Regions from separate parts of the Triticum aestivum genome. Here region 2 is linked to region 1. Evidence: chromatin contacts called from public Hi-C data. All regions are on one chromosome and are shown on one strand. Each heading gives the region's core, a stretch centred on a gene start, on an enhancer-like site or on the middle of the called end of the contact. The rest is flanking DNA. Distances are from core to core; before and after follow the strand shown.

What was found. A called contact is a pair of places that touch in the nucleus more often than the background predicts.
Region 2: a Hi-C map of leaf shows a contact between it and region 1, with 4 times the contacts expected there. The contact joins the promoter of LOC123165079 here to the promoter of LOC123164920 in region 1. A contact is called at or near these places in 2 of 5 Hi-C or Micro-C datasets (both in leaf).

What each region holds. Positions count from the first base shown.
Region 1 is chr7D:328,487,551-328,494,244 of IWGSC CS RefSeq v2.1, forward strand. LOC123164920 (bifunctional nuclease 2) reads right to left here and starts at 4,192. Exons shown (of 10, transcript XM_044582529.1): 1 at 3,950-4,192; 2 at 2,853-3,152; 3 at 789-959; 4 at 655-704; 5 at 521-577; 6 at 371-436; 7 at 191-265. The coding sequence starts at 3,144.
Region 2 is chr7D:329,169,943-329,176,636 of IWGSC CS RefSeq v2.1, forward strand. It overlaps LOC123165079 (ras-related protein RABA1f), which reads left to right and starts at 3,991. Exons shown (of 2, transcript XM_044582706.1): 1 at 3,991-4,480. The coding sequence starts at 4,263.

The sequences.
Region 1 (6,694 bases), core at 2,942-5,441:
GCTTGCAGCTACGTTCTAAACTCATCTAGAATATTAGAAAAGACGCTAAATCATTAAGTCTTAAAAGGAGAAGAATCAACTTAGAAATGAAGAGAAACTGCAGCAACAGAAAGAGAAACGGAGAAGAATGTCATCATCTAGTGCCAGAGCTATTAGATACAAAAATGAACCTTCAACATTAAAATAATACCTTGCAGCGAACAGCAATATTGATAGCATCCGAAGGCCGAAGATCAAATGTTATACTCTCTGTTTGATCTCCAATCTGCAGTACAGGCAGTTTTCACTTCAGAACAATTATGATATTACTGTACCCACTGAATATGATGTTCAGTTTCCTTCCTAGCAATTTACTCAATTACTCGAGTACCTTTGTTAGATAAAGCTCGGCACAGTATGCTTCTTCAATTCTTTTGTTTACCCGAACAAGTTTTACCTGGAAACAGCCACAACATGAGAGAAGGAATAAATTAATGAGTTATGGTTTCTGAACTGATCACGATCCAGAGCATTCCAATACCTCATAGCCCATCTTATCGATCAGTTCCTTAACAACTTGATATATTGTAGGTCTTGCCTAAAACAAGAAAGGGTTACTGACTTTATGAATCAAAAGAAATGGGCGTGAACTGTAGAAATAAAATAGGGTATTACAATATGAACATGGCGAATAGCAGCCATCAGAAGTACACTTGGCATCTCCACTGAAAAAAGTACATTGGCATGTATTATAATCAAAGAGATATTCTAATTTCAAACTTCCAAAGAGAATAGGAAGTTGTACATACAAACAATGATTGGAAGTAAAGTTCCACTTCCATCTTCAATTCTCAAAACGATAGCAGGTTGTGGTGCACTCTCTGGAATCTCTCTCCCTTGAGAATTATTATGCACACACCGCAGGTTTTTCCCATCTCGCATCTTTACTATATATCCTTCTGATCCACTTCTGACCTCAACTGGAAAATAAAACACAAAAGACATGCTTCACTAACAATTACTGAAGAACAAACACATCCAATATATTGCTGTTAAAAAATTAGTTAGTCGATGGGCAGCTATCTGTTCATTATTCTGTAAGTGTAACTAAATCTGGGAATATATTTCCAGCATTATCATGTGATACAAATATGATGTATCCTATTACTCCCTGCACAATTGCTTCTACTTCCCTAAATATCTCGAAATTAGGCTTTTGCCCCGTTTATAGATAAAGCACCAACCAAGTCCATACAGCAAGTTATCCATGTATGAGGAAAGTAAATAATAATTCTGCTAGGGCAACAACACAAACATGCCAAAAGCGAAACACCAAAGCGATAGAAGACACCTCTGGGAAAAGGTGTCAGTTGCTAGGGGATGCAGAGAGCTGACGGCCGACCATCTGAAGACCATCCAGCAGGCCACCTAGCCGGTCCCTGTCCCCCCGCCTACAGAGCAGCTGTCACTGCTGGATCCAGGTTGAGTGCCGCAATATGCTGCTCCGCACGCTGAGCGGCGGTGGGCTCCGTTACCTCCGCTCCCGCCCTGGAGCGCACCAGCCAGTCGCTCTGACGGGAGGCTGGTGAGGAGTGCGGCGAGCCACGGAGGTGGCGAGGTAGACCATGACCAGCTCCAGGGCGCGCGGAGATTCACAAGGACCAGTGTCGGTGACCCGGGGACAGGCAAGCGGAAGTAGGACACCACGCCAGGCAAGCGGGGCGACGAAGGAGGGCAGATCTCCATCCCGTAGAGTCCTCCCCTACTTTGTCCTCAGATAAAGAGAGGGTGGAGGTGAGGTCGGTGAGGAGGTGATCACGGCCCTACGTAGCGAGGTAGCCTGCGCACTAAGGGAGGTAGGCACCCGCGCCGACTAGGGTGCCACAAACAACGATGTGCCGCGAAGGGACGTGACACCAAACACCAAATTAGACGCGGGCGGCGGGGGGGGGGGGGGGGGGGGGGGGGGGGACCACGGCTACCGCCTGCACCTGCAGTCCTGCTACCCGCTCATCATAGACGGCGCTACATAGTCGTGGCCGTCATCATCCGAGGAAGCGTCAGACTCGTCTTCATCATCCAAGGAGGCGCCAGACTCATCGTCATCATCCTCGGGGAGGCGGTGGTTGGGACCATTGTTTGGCCGGTAAGGGGTCTAGCGGCAACGCTCCTCCTCACCGTCAACTGAAAGTGCAACTAATGCCCTTGGTGGATTTTGGTAATTAATGCCAAATATCTCAAAGAACTAATGCCTTAACTAGCTTATCTCAAGAAAGTTCCATTAGGTTGCAACAAAGGAGATGAAAGGTGACCCACACAAATTTGCGCGAAGACTTGCTGAAGCAAGGACTTAATTCTATATTTTAGTGATCCAAAATCACATTGTGTCCATAAGTATGCCCATACTATCAAAAGGAGAATGAGATTGCTAAGCTGAGTCTTTTGCTCCATGTGCTTAAAGGTCAAACTCCGGAGCCCTCAAGGACTTCCTTTTCTCCACTATATCTACCTTTGCTTTAGATCAATACTAGCAAAACTATCCCTGAGACAATGCCACAATCCAACGTGGGAGCTCAAGTGGAGAACCCTCCTTTCTACACAATGTCCTTTTCCCTAAGTTTGAGTATACAAATCATGTATGGTGCCATTAATAAGGAAAAAAATGAGCACGGAAATGGAACTTGTAATAATAAGAATAATACTTAAAATTTAACACCAGTAATGCTCTAGTGATGCACCAGAGAACTTACAAACCTTGCATAATTAGTGAGATAAAAAAAGTAATCTAAGTGCAAACAAATTTAAGCTGATGTAATTCTTGAACATATATGATACAGAAAAATATTCAAACCACCATGGCACGAAGAGATTACCAGCTTCAAGCACAGTGGAATTAACATAATCTTCATCATTTTCATTGAAGTTTCCAGCCATGTATCCATTACCATCAGATGAGGAGCTGAAGCTATGACAAATAGGACCAAAGTTCTTTGAAGATGACTGAGAGATTGGAGAAACTAGTCTAGTAATGTTGCGGTATTTAGACACAGCACCCAAGAATGCAGTGCCAAGCTGCCCAGATTTGATCAATGAGTTGTTGACAAGGGCAGCAGGAAGCCTTGCTTGCATTATAGGGCGACAAAGAATTGGTCCCTCCATTGCCATCAATGTGCCTACATAATAAAAGCTAAAATGATTAATAAGGAAGTTTGATCAGAATGGGAGACCGCCTAAATGGAAAATCAAATGGGAAATTATTTCTGCACCTTCTAAGAAATAATAGCAGTGAAATGCTAGTAAGAAAATTAATCTAGTACAGTATGTTTATAGATTTTACAATCAGCTCTGTAAATTAATCTAGCACAGTGGAGTTAACATAATCTTCATCGTTTTCTTGAAGCTTCCAGCATAATTAATCAGTGCTGATTGCCACAGCAGCATTAGAAATCCGTAAATATTTATCATTACTGTAATTTCCATGTTAATTGCAGTACGCGCACAATCCAACACCCATATTAGCAGGATAACTCCTTACAGAAGATCATATCAGAAGGTAAGTCTTGGCGCCTGCGTAGACAAAATAGAAGAAAAAACATTGAAGTTGACCAATCAATTATACAAGCCACTGGAGATTTTTTTTCCCTTTCTTATAGTGGAGTATATTTGTCAATTTTGCGCCACAATTGACTCGTAAAATAACCGCACTAATCCAAAGTAAGTAACGAATCAAAGTCCATTTCTACACGCAAGCAACAAGCAAGAACCGACCAAAATCGATGCTCGAGCCAGAAACAATCACCCGACGAGACCAAAATCCCCAAAGATGTACGAACCAACGCGAAGAGAAATCAGAAAACGAACAGGAAATCCCGGAAATAGCCAGCAAAAACGGGAAAAGAATCACGGCGATCAGACCACGGATCACATCAAAATAAGGGTTAAATCGGGGGGAGACCGGAGATCGCCTTACCACCAGCAACGGCCGTTCCTCGGAATCGAGCACGAGCGCAACTTTTTTTTTAGGGGAAACACGAGCGCAACTTTATAGAGATATAAGTGACCAAGTATATTTATTGTGTGGGGGTGGAAAATGGAAGCGAAAGAGGTGGGGCTTAGCCTTCCTTTATCCAGAAGAGAGCAGAAAATGTAGCGGCGGGCGAGCGGGGCCCGGCGGCTCCTATGCAGTACCAGTGGGCGAGTGGTAAAATGTTTGGCTACAGCTACGAGTACTGTAGCATAGGCTTTGTGGCGTAGTTTCGAAGAGAGAGAATACGTGAGAGCATCTGCAGCCACACCCCAACATCCCAAGGTCATTTTTTTTAGCGCGGGCGCCCAAAAGTCGGTCCAATCACATCTCAGAAGCCCAATTTTTGCCGGTTAGAACCGAAATTAGCGCCGACGGACACAGGCAGCGCGCCGGGTAGTCGTTTTTTGGCGCGAAAGAACGGCGGGCCCGCTGAGTCAGCGACCCCCGCGCCTCGTCGTCCTCATCGCCTCGGTTTCCCGCGGGGAATCAATGCTAAGACTGTCGCCGGTCAGCCTTCCATTGATTCCTCACGGGCGGCGCGGTGAGGCGACGCGCCCCCTCCCATCACGCGTACACACGACACACCCCCCCCCGGGCCGCTATATAAGCCTCCCCTGCCTCGTCGGTGAACGCACCCCACCCGCAGCCCCCTCTCTCCCCGTGCATGATACGTCTCCGTCATATCTATAATTTTTTATTGTCTCATGCCAATGTTATAGAACTTTCACATATTTTTGGCAACTTTCTATATGATTTATTGGACTAACCTATAGATCCAATGCCCAGTGTCAGTTCCTGTTTTTTGCATGTTTTTGTTTCGCAGAAAATCCATATCAACGAAGTCCAAACGCGATAAAAATTTACGGAGATTATTTTGGAATATATGTGATTTTTGGAGGTGGAATCAACGCAAACGGGGCCCACGAGCCCCACAACCCCAGGGCGCCAGGGCCCATGCCCCAGGTGTCTTTGCCACCTCGTAAGGTCGGTTGGGGCCCTACTTCTAGCGCAAGAAAGATAATTTATGGAAAAAATCGTGTAAAATTTCAGCGCAATCGGAGTTACGGATCTCCGGGAATTTAAGAAACGTGAGGGCCAATCTGGGGAACGCGAAACAGAAGAGAACAGAGAGGGAGATCCAATCTCGGAGGGGCTCCCGCCCCTCCGCCGCCATGGAGGCCATGGACCAGAGGGGGAACTCTCCTCCCATCTAGGGGGAGGCCAAGGAAGAAGAAGGAGGGGGGCTCTCTCCCCCTCTCTCCCGGTGGCGCCGGAGTGCCGCCGGGGCTAGGATCGTGACAACGATCTGCATCAACAATCTTGCTACCGTCAACACCAACTCTCTCCCCCTCTATGCAGCGGTGTAACACCCCTTCTATCCGATGTAATCTCTACTTAAACATGGTGGTGAACTCCATATATTATTTCCCAATGATCTATGGTTATCCTATGATGTTTGAGTAGATCTGTTTTGTCATGTGGGTTAATCGTGATCTTGGTTGCTATGATTGTATATTTTATTTATGGTGTTGTCTTACGGTGTCCTCCGTCTCGCGCAAACATGAGGTGTCCCCGCTGTAGGGTGTTGCAATACGTTCATGATTCGCTTATGGTGGGTTGCGAGAGTGACATAAGCTTAAAACCGAGTAAGTGGGTTGTTGCGTATGGGATAAAGAGGACTTGATACTTAATGCTATGGTTGGGTTTCACGACCTTAATGATCTTTAGTAGTTGCGGATGCTTGCTAGAGTTCCAATCATAAGTGCATATGATCCAAGTTGAGAAAGTATGTTAGCTCATGCCTCTCCCTCATATAGAATTGCAAGAATGATTACCGGTACTTGTTATCGATTACCTAGGGACAAATGACTTTCTTGTTGACAAAAGCTATCCACTTTTATTACCTTGCAATTTATTCATAGTTTTATTCTTGCAAAGTACTCGTAGTTTTATTCTTGCAAAATAGTTCCATACTTGTTCTAGGTAAAGCAAACGTCAAGTGTGCGTAGAGTTGTATCGGTGGTCGATAGAACTTGAGGAAATATTTGTTCTATCTTTAGCTCCTCGTTGGGTTCGACACTCTTATTTATCGAAGAAGGCTACAAACGATCCCCTATACTTGTGGGTTATCATGACATTTTTCTGGCGCCATTGCCGGGGAGCAATAGCCTGGGGTGAATATTCTCGTGTGTGCTTGTTTGCTTTATCACTAAGTAGTTTTATTTTGTGCTTTTGTTTTCTATCTTTAGTTATGGGTAGGAAACGCAAATACCAAATAAATTAGTTGTACCTACTAAACCTATAGTTGAAGAACCACCCAATATCTATCATACTGCTAAAGCTTTTTACTTAGATCATCTTCGATCCCTATGTGCTCGTGCTAAAAACCCAACTAGCTTAGTTGAGGGAAAATCATTAGATGAGCATGCTTGTTTTGTGTGACACCGTTTATCTCAAAAACAAAAACTTCTACTGCATCAAATTAATACTATGCAATGTTATGCTTGGAATTTATGTGAATTATATGATTTTACTTATTGTTCTGAAGACCCTAAGATACACCTTCCTTACCAATGTGAGTTTAGTGATGATGGAATCGTATCTTCGTATGCTAAGGGTGTTTATAATTACTATGATGTTCAACAAATTGAAGAATTTGTTGCTTTTAAGGGTGCTTATGAAATTGCT
Region 2 (6,694 bases), core at 2,741-5,240, 680 kb after region 1:
TGCTGGAACCGGTGTATTTTTTTGCTGGAACCAAGATAATTTTTTGCTTCATCGGTTGCAGAGCTCTCAAATGCTCATGTCATTTTTGTTGGCACCTAAGTTTGTTTTTGCTAGAAGCATTTTTGATTTTGCTTCAACCGACCACCGGACTTCGACCTGGGGTGAAGTTTTTTGCTGGAAGATTTTTGTTGCTTCCAGATTTTTTGCTGCTTGGCACTCGAACCCGGCGAGCTGGAGACGCAGAGATGATGTAGCCAGCCACCCTGACTGCTAGCACATGCATCATCAGAAGTTTGGATCCAGCAAATTATTTTGCTACCACCATAATTTTTTACTGGAAACAACTTCAAATTTTGCTTCCACCATGTTCTGTTTTAGCTGGATCCAGCTTTTCTTTTTTGCTTCCACCATGACGGCGGCCGGCGGAAACAACTGCGGCCGGCGGTGACGACGACGACCGGCGGGGAGGGCGGCTACAGGCGAGCGCACCGGGGCGGTACTTTCAGGCCGGGCACATCGCTCATCCATGGCAGCGTGTTGGAAGTTTTTTTAAGGAAGAAGACGCCTGGTGAAAGAAAAGGAGAGAACCGTACGGCTATGGGTTGTTTAATCGGACGCTGCTGGTACGACCGGCCCAAAGTTGGGCCGGCGCACCGGCGCCTAGTAGTGGCCTAAATGCAAGCACGCAGCCGGCGGCCACTGGTATTGCGCGAGAAGGGAAAAAAGGAGGTGGCGCCGCTATGTGATGTAATGAGGGATCTAGGGCGAAGCATCTAGCGAATCGAGGATACGACGTTCAGTAGTTATTGGGCTTTTTCTAGTGGGCTTAGTACGATGGCCCTAATATGCACGACGCAGGGCTGCATGTGTTCGGTTAATTCGGGAGATTTGGTCAACAGGATTGAACAACCGAATCCACCGATGTAATATCAGTTTCTGATGTTCTGTGACCGAGCGAACAACCGAAGTTTCGGTCCTCGGTTTTTCGGCTCCGGTCTTTGGTTCTCGGTTTTTGGTTTTTTCGGCTTCGGTCTTCGGTTCTCGGTTTTTATGCTCTGGTCTTCGGTTTTCGGCTTCTGATGTAATATCACGACGCGATGAAAGCTTCAGGGTCGGTGATATCTACTAGGATCTCACACGGACACGGACTGGGAAATCGTGCAGCTCTAGCATGCAGTAGGAATCTTCTCCGACTGCCCCCGATCTCCCTCCTAACACTGGGATTATGGAACCGTTGCATTGCGCCACGATCAATAGAAAGTTAATCGATATGCTTTGTATTTGGAAATCTCTTCTTTCCCACCGACTGATTTTGCGTGCGCGTAAGTCGCCTTCATCGCTTGCCACGTGCCCCCGCCCGAGCGTCCGCCACCTACCCTTATCCAAAGATGAGCCCTGCTCCACCACCCATTCTTTTTCCATCCCAGCTCCTCTGCTTCCTCGCTACGCATCCCAGCTCCTTTGCTTTCCGCTGCATGCTGCTCCGCATGGCCTTGCGAGGAGCTCCGCTGCATGCTCCTCCACCGTCCCGCAAGGCCGCTCCTTGCGCGTTGCAGCAAGACTCACGACCACCAGTAAGGATGGTACTTTTCACATCCCAATCACCGTCGCTGCAAAGCCAGGGCCACCGTTGCTTCTCATCCCGGCGGCACCGGCGCTGCTTCTCACCCCGTCCGCTGGCGCTGCAAAACCAGGGGTTGCATCCCCGTGGATCTCGCCACGGCGGCCGAGCTGCAGTGGAGCACAAGCGACACCCGCATATCTCGCCGGCGGCAAATGCTCCAACGCAGCGTCGTAATGGTGGTGACCATGGTGCTAGACTCGCCGACGACGGGAGCTGTTGCATCGCAGTATCGCTCATGGTGGACACCACGGCGCTAACCTCACGCGACGACGGAAGATACTGCAACCTGCAATGCAATGTCGCTCCCCGTGGTGACCATAGCACTGCAACTCGTACCGAAGGATCCCACCCTCGGCGGCAATGGAGCACCGCCAGACGCGTTGAAGCCTGCAATGGAGTGCCGTGGGGGCTGCAGTGGAGCGCCGCCAGAGTTGCAATGGAGCACCGCCAGAGGCGTTTGAAGCTTGTAATGGAGCGCCGTGGGGGCTGCAGTGGAGCGTCGCCGGAGTTGCAATGGAGCACCGCCGAAGTCGTTTGAAGCTTGCAGTGGAGCGCCGTGGGGGCTGTAGTGGAGCGCCGCCGGAGTTGCAATGGAGCACCGGAGCTGCAATGGAGCTTCGTCGGGTCGTCGTCGGTGCTGTCGTGGAGCAGCACCCGGTGGCTTCCGGCGCTGCGATGCAGCTGTCGCTGGTGCTACGGTGAAACAGCTTCGGCGGTGATGCAAGTGTTGCTAGGCGTCGTCGAGTGCATGCTGCAAGGCAGGGCCGCGGAGGGCATCGCCGGTGCGCCGCCGTGCTGGTAGGCATGCCTGGAGCGCAACCTTTGGGGCGCTGCATGGTGATGCCTGCGGAGGAAAGTGTGCGTGGAAGGGGATTTGCGATCCACGAGACATCGAAGCGAACGGCTATGATATGCACGATCGAACGATTATGAAGGCGGCTTATAGGTACGAGCTATTAGTCGGCTTACGCCTAGCATCGGCCTTGTATTTTCTGCAGCAGGGAACGTGCCATATAAACTCTTGGTAGATTTAAACCACAACTCGATCGTAAGTTTCAGTCAAGAATCTCACGTTGTTTTCCTGCAATTGTATGGAACTCCTCTGGGGTGGCAATCAACAGGAAACAAGGATTCACCTCCGGTAACAAGAAAAACATTTTTTGTGTGTTTTTTAATTGGGAAACATATGTATGTATGATTCATGCGTATTAGAGAGAGAAATTTAATTCATTCGTAGCATGGTTAAATCCAAACTTAGACATTTCTTCAAACAATCTCGTTCTAATTAATGCAATCATTTGAAGAAGCTAAACATGATCTCTACGTAATTATGTTTATGAAATATGAAGAGGGATAACCTTTGCATTATCGGCAGCGAGTCCGAAAGTGGAAGAACTTGGTTGGCACGTATGACGGCTTTGTGATCAGGGGGAACTTTTTAGTGTACTCGTAAATCTGTAAAAAAAGTTTAATTCAGAAATTCCTTGTACTGTAATATGAGTATGCATTTATTTGGTTCATGAAAATAATTTTAACAATCTCTGTTCAATTTATTTAGTAATTTTTTTTCATTGTTTCATTGCATAATATTATGAAATATGATTCCATTGAATGATAATTTTGAATAAGGTATACTAAAAGACTATGATAATTAGCTGAAGCTGAAGGCGATGTCACAACATTGTATTTGAATATCTTAAGCGCTCATGGAGTAGATCTTAGTTAATATAAAGGATAAAGGTCCTTGTTACTGGTTCTCACAACGTCGAATACCTTTCTGCTAAAAAGGAACGACGTTCAATTTATTCTTACTTGATTAAATGGCTTAAAAGCTATTTTTTAACCTGAATAGTAGAAGAACCTCCTACCGTAAGTGAATTAATATAATGAGAAGTTAAATGTACATGGTTTGTTATGTGACTGTGATTGATCGATTTGTCATGTGAATGTGATTGATCGATTTCCATGACATTATTTTCATCTATTGTGGTGGCAAATATAATACACTATAATCTCTTGATAATACGCCGGGGAGATGAGTTGATTGGATGCCATGATAGAGGCCAAATATGAGACATTATCCTTCCTAAAAATTTAAGTATGGGTTTGAGTGGGGGTGGAGGGAGGGATTGTGAGCCGGATGCATCGTTGATAGAGGTGGCGGGCTTCAATTGGGGAGGCGGAGAAATGAAGACAGTGGTGAAGAAGACAAAAAAATAAAATTGATTTTGATGTTAAACTATTAAAATAGGTATATGCCGCGTTGCAGTTACCTACTTTTATACGAAAATTTGTGATCCGCGGAGCATGCACGCCCCGCCGCGCCGTCCAGCTGCGTCCGCCTTGTGAAGCTCCACACGTGATGACGTGTCAGCAACGCTCGTTCTCTCGCTCGTCCGAGCAGTCCTTCCTGCCCCTTGCCATTCCAAGAACGTTCTCCGCGGCGCCTCCTCCTCCTCCCACCACCCCATCCCGTTGCTGTAACTCCGATAAGCGCGCGCCGCCGCCGACGGCCCCAGAAGCCACCTCCGAGCTGCCATCCGCGGGAAGAGCGGGTGGCTTGACCGATTCTGCGAGGACGAAGGGGAGGACGAACGTACGAGGGCCTGGCCCGTGACCACCGCGGCGAAACCAAAGAATGGCGTACCGGGCGGACGACGACTACGACTACCTCTTCAAGGTGGTGCTCATCGGCGACTCGGGCGTCGGGAAATCCAACCTCCTCACCCGGTTCACGCGCAACGAGTTCAGCCTGGAGTCAAAGTCCACAATCGGGGTCGAGTTCGCCACCAGGAGCATTAGGGTCGACGATAAGGTCGTCAAGGCGCAGATCTGGGATACCGCTGGCCAAGAGAGGTAGGTTCCTCTCTTCTCTTATCGTGATTATGATGAATCATTTGCATTTTGCTTCGATTTTTTAATTCCCCAGGCTACTGCTTGCCCGCAACAGGCTTGTGTTCAATTTTATACGGTGATTGGGTTAGAGCATCTCTAGCAGATCCCCCTGACCTATAATGCCAAAACGTACCTCCTATCCCCAAAATTTATGATTTTAAGGGGATTATAAACTTTTCTTCATCGAGTAGATTGCCTAGAACTTAATCCCTTCAAAATTTTCTTTTGCCAGTTCATCCAACCGTTTCCAAACTGATCACAACATGTTAATTCTATACCTCAGAAGTCAAATACACATCAAATTTTATATTCTCAAACTTAACCATCCAAATTCTAACACAACATACGGTCCAAATGAACTAAGAATTCAAATAAACATGATAAAAACACAAGAATCAAGTGCTATGAAGTCGCCAATGGTGCTCAATGTTAGAAGGGATAGAGATGGATTGGTGGAATCGATGAAATGCGTTGGATGATATTATTGAGCCTCGAGGGCGAGTATATATTGGGTACAAGACTTGGAGGGCAAGACGCTTCCTAGAGATAAGATGGAAACAATTCCTATCTAATCTCGGACAATCTCTAATTACCAAATGTATCTCTAACATCCCCCCGCAGTCGTAGTGGTAGCGTTGCGAACAACAGGAGCGTTGTAGACGGTCAGACTGGAGAGAATAGCAGCCGACTAGCTGACATCCGCCCGTAGTCGTAGCGGGAGCGTCGTGGACGGTGTCGCGTTGCGGACGTGTTGACTGTAAAGGAAGCCGACAGAGTTGCTCAAGCGAGGTGATAGCCCTTTGTGCCGATGTCGATGGTGCCGAGAGCGTAGGGTGGTGTAGTAGTGGTCGAGGTAGCCGTGCGAGGGACGCCGTGGTCGATGCCGAGTCGGGGTGGCCGGTGTCGAGGTAGTTGCCGTGGACCGGGAAGAAGCGCGGCGGCGGCGGCTAGGTTAGGAGCGCGGCCGCGGTGCTCGATGTAGGCGAGGAAGAACCCGACAGCGTGCCGAAGACCAGCGCGGACAGTGGCGTTCCAGCACGTAGGAAGTGTGCGGCGCATACCACACAGAAGTCGACGCGCGTGGACGGCGAAGTGGACCGCGTGCCACGGTGCTATGGCCCAAAGGGGCGACGCAGCGGCAGCGCGCGAGTCGGCGACGGCGGGGAAGACCTCAGGGCGGCAGCAGGGACTGCGTGCCACGCACGCTACGGCCCGATGGGGCGACACAGCGACAGCGCGAGGGTCGGTGACGCCACGAGGACGGCTTGGAGCGGCGGCCTCGGGGCGGCGAAGTAGACTGCGGGCCACGGCACTACGGCTCGAAGGGGCGACGCAGCGGTAGCGCGCGGGTCGGTGCTGCCGTGGGGAGAACCATGGGGCAGCGACAGGGACCGTGTGCCACGCTCGCTACGACCCGGTGGGGCGACGCAATAGCAACGCGAGGGTCGGTGGAGCCACGGGAACGGCCTGGGGCGGACGGCCTCGGGGTGACGCAGCGGCAGCGCGCGGGTCGATGGAGCCGTGGGAGAACCATGAAATGGCGATGCTGCGGCCCGAAGGGACGACGCAGCTGCAGTCTGTTGCTCAATCGACGGAGAGGAATGCGTACTTGATGACGATGATATGTACACGAAGGCTGATCTGGACGCGGACGCACGGGAACAGCCTTCACCTGCATAAGCCAAAGTGCACGAACAGCTAGCCAAGAAGCATGAGCGGCCAATGAGAACACAACCTGCACAAAGGCCACGAGACGTGCATCAATGGGCCAGCGGATGCGCCTGCAGCTAACCTCGCGCCGCACAGGGCGCGTGAGTGGTTGCGGGTGACACGACCATCACGACAGGTGATCGCAGGACCGACGGCCATACCAGCGAACCTGACGCGCGCGTAAGGCCACAGGCGTGGTGTGGCAGCCGATTCCGTCGGAGTCGATGAAGTAGACATGCATTGTAGACACTGATTACGAGTCGAAGGACTATTCGAGACTAGTCGATGGACTAGTCCATGAGTCGCAACTGTGGTGTCGACTGCGAATCTCGTGTAGACTAATTCGATGAGTCGAGCGGTCGAGAGACTAGTCTGGACTAGTCCTGCTGTTTGAGTCGCTCGACTCAAATTTGGGAGGGGAAAATTGGAGAGCGAGCTATGAGAACGAGTCGCCTGGACGAGGCC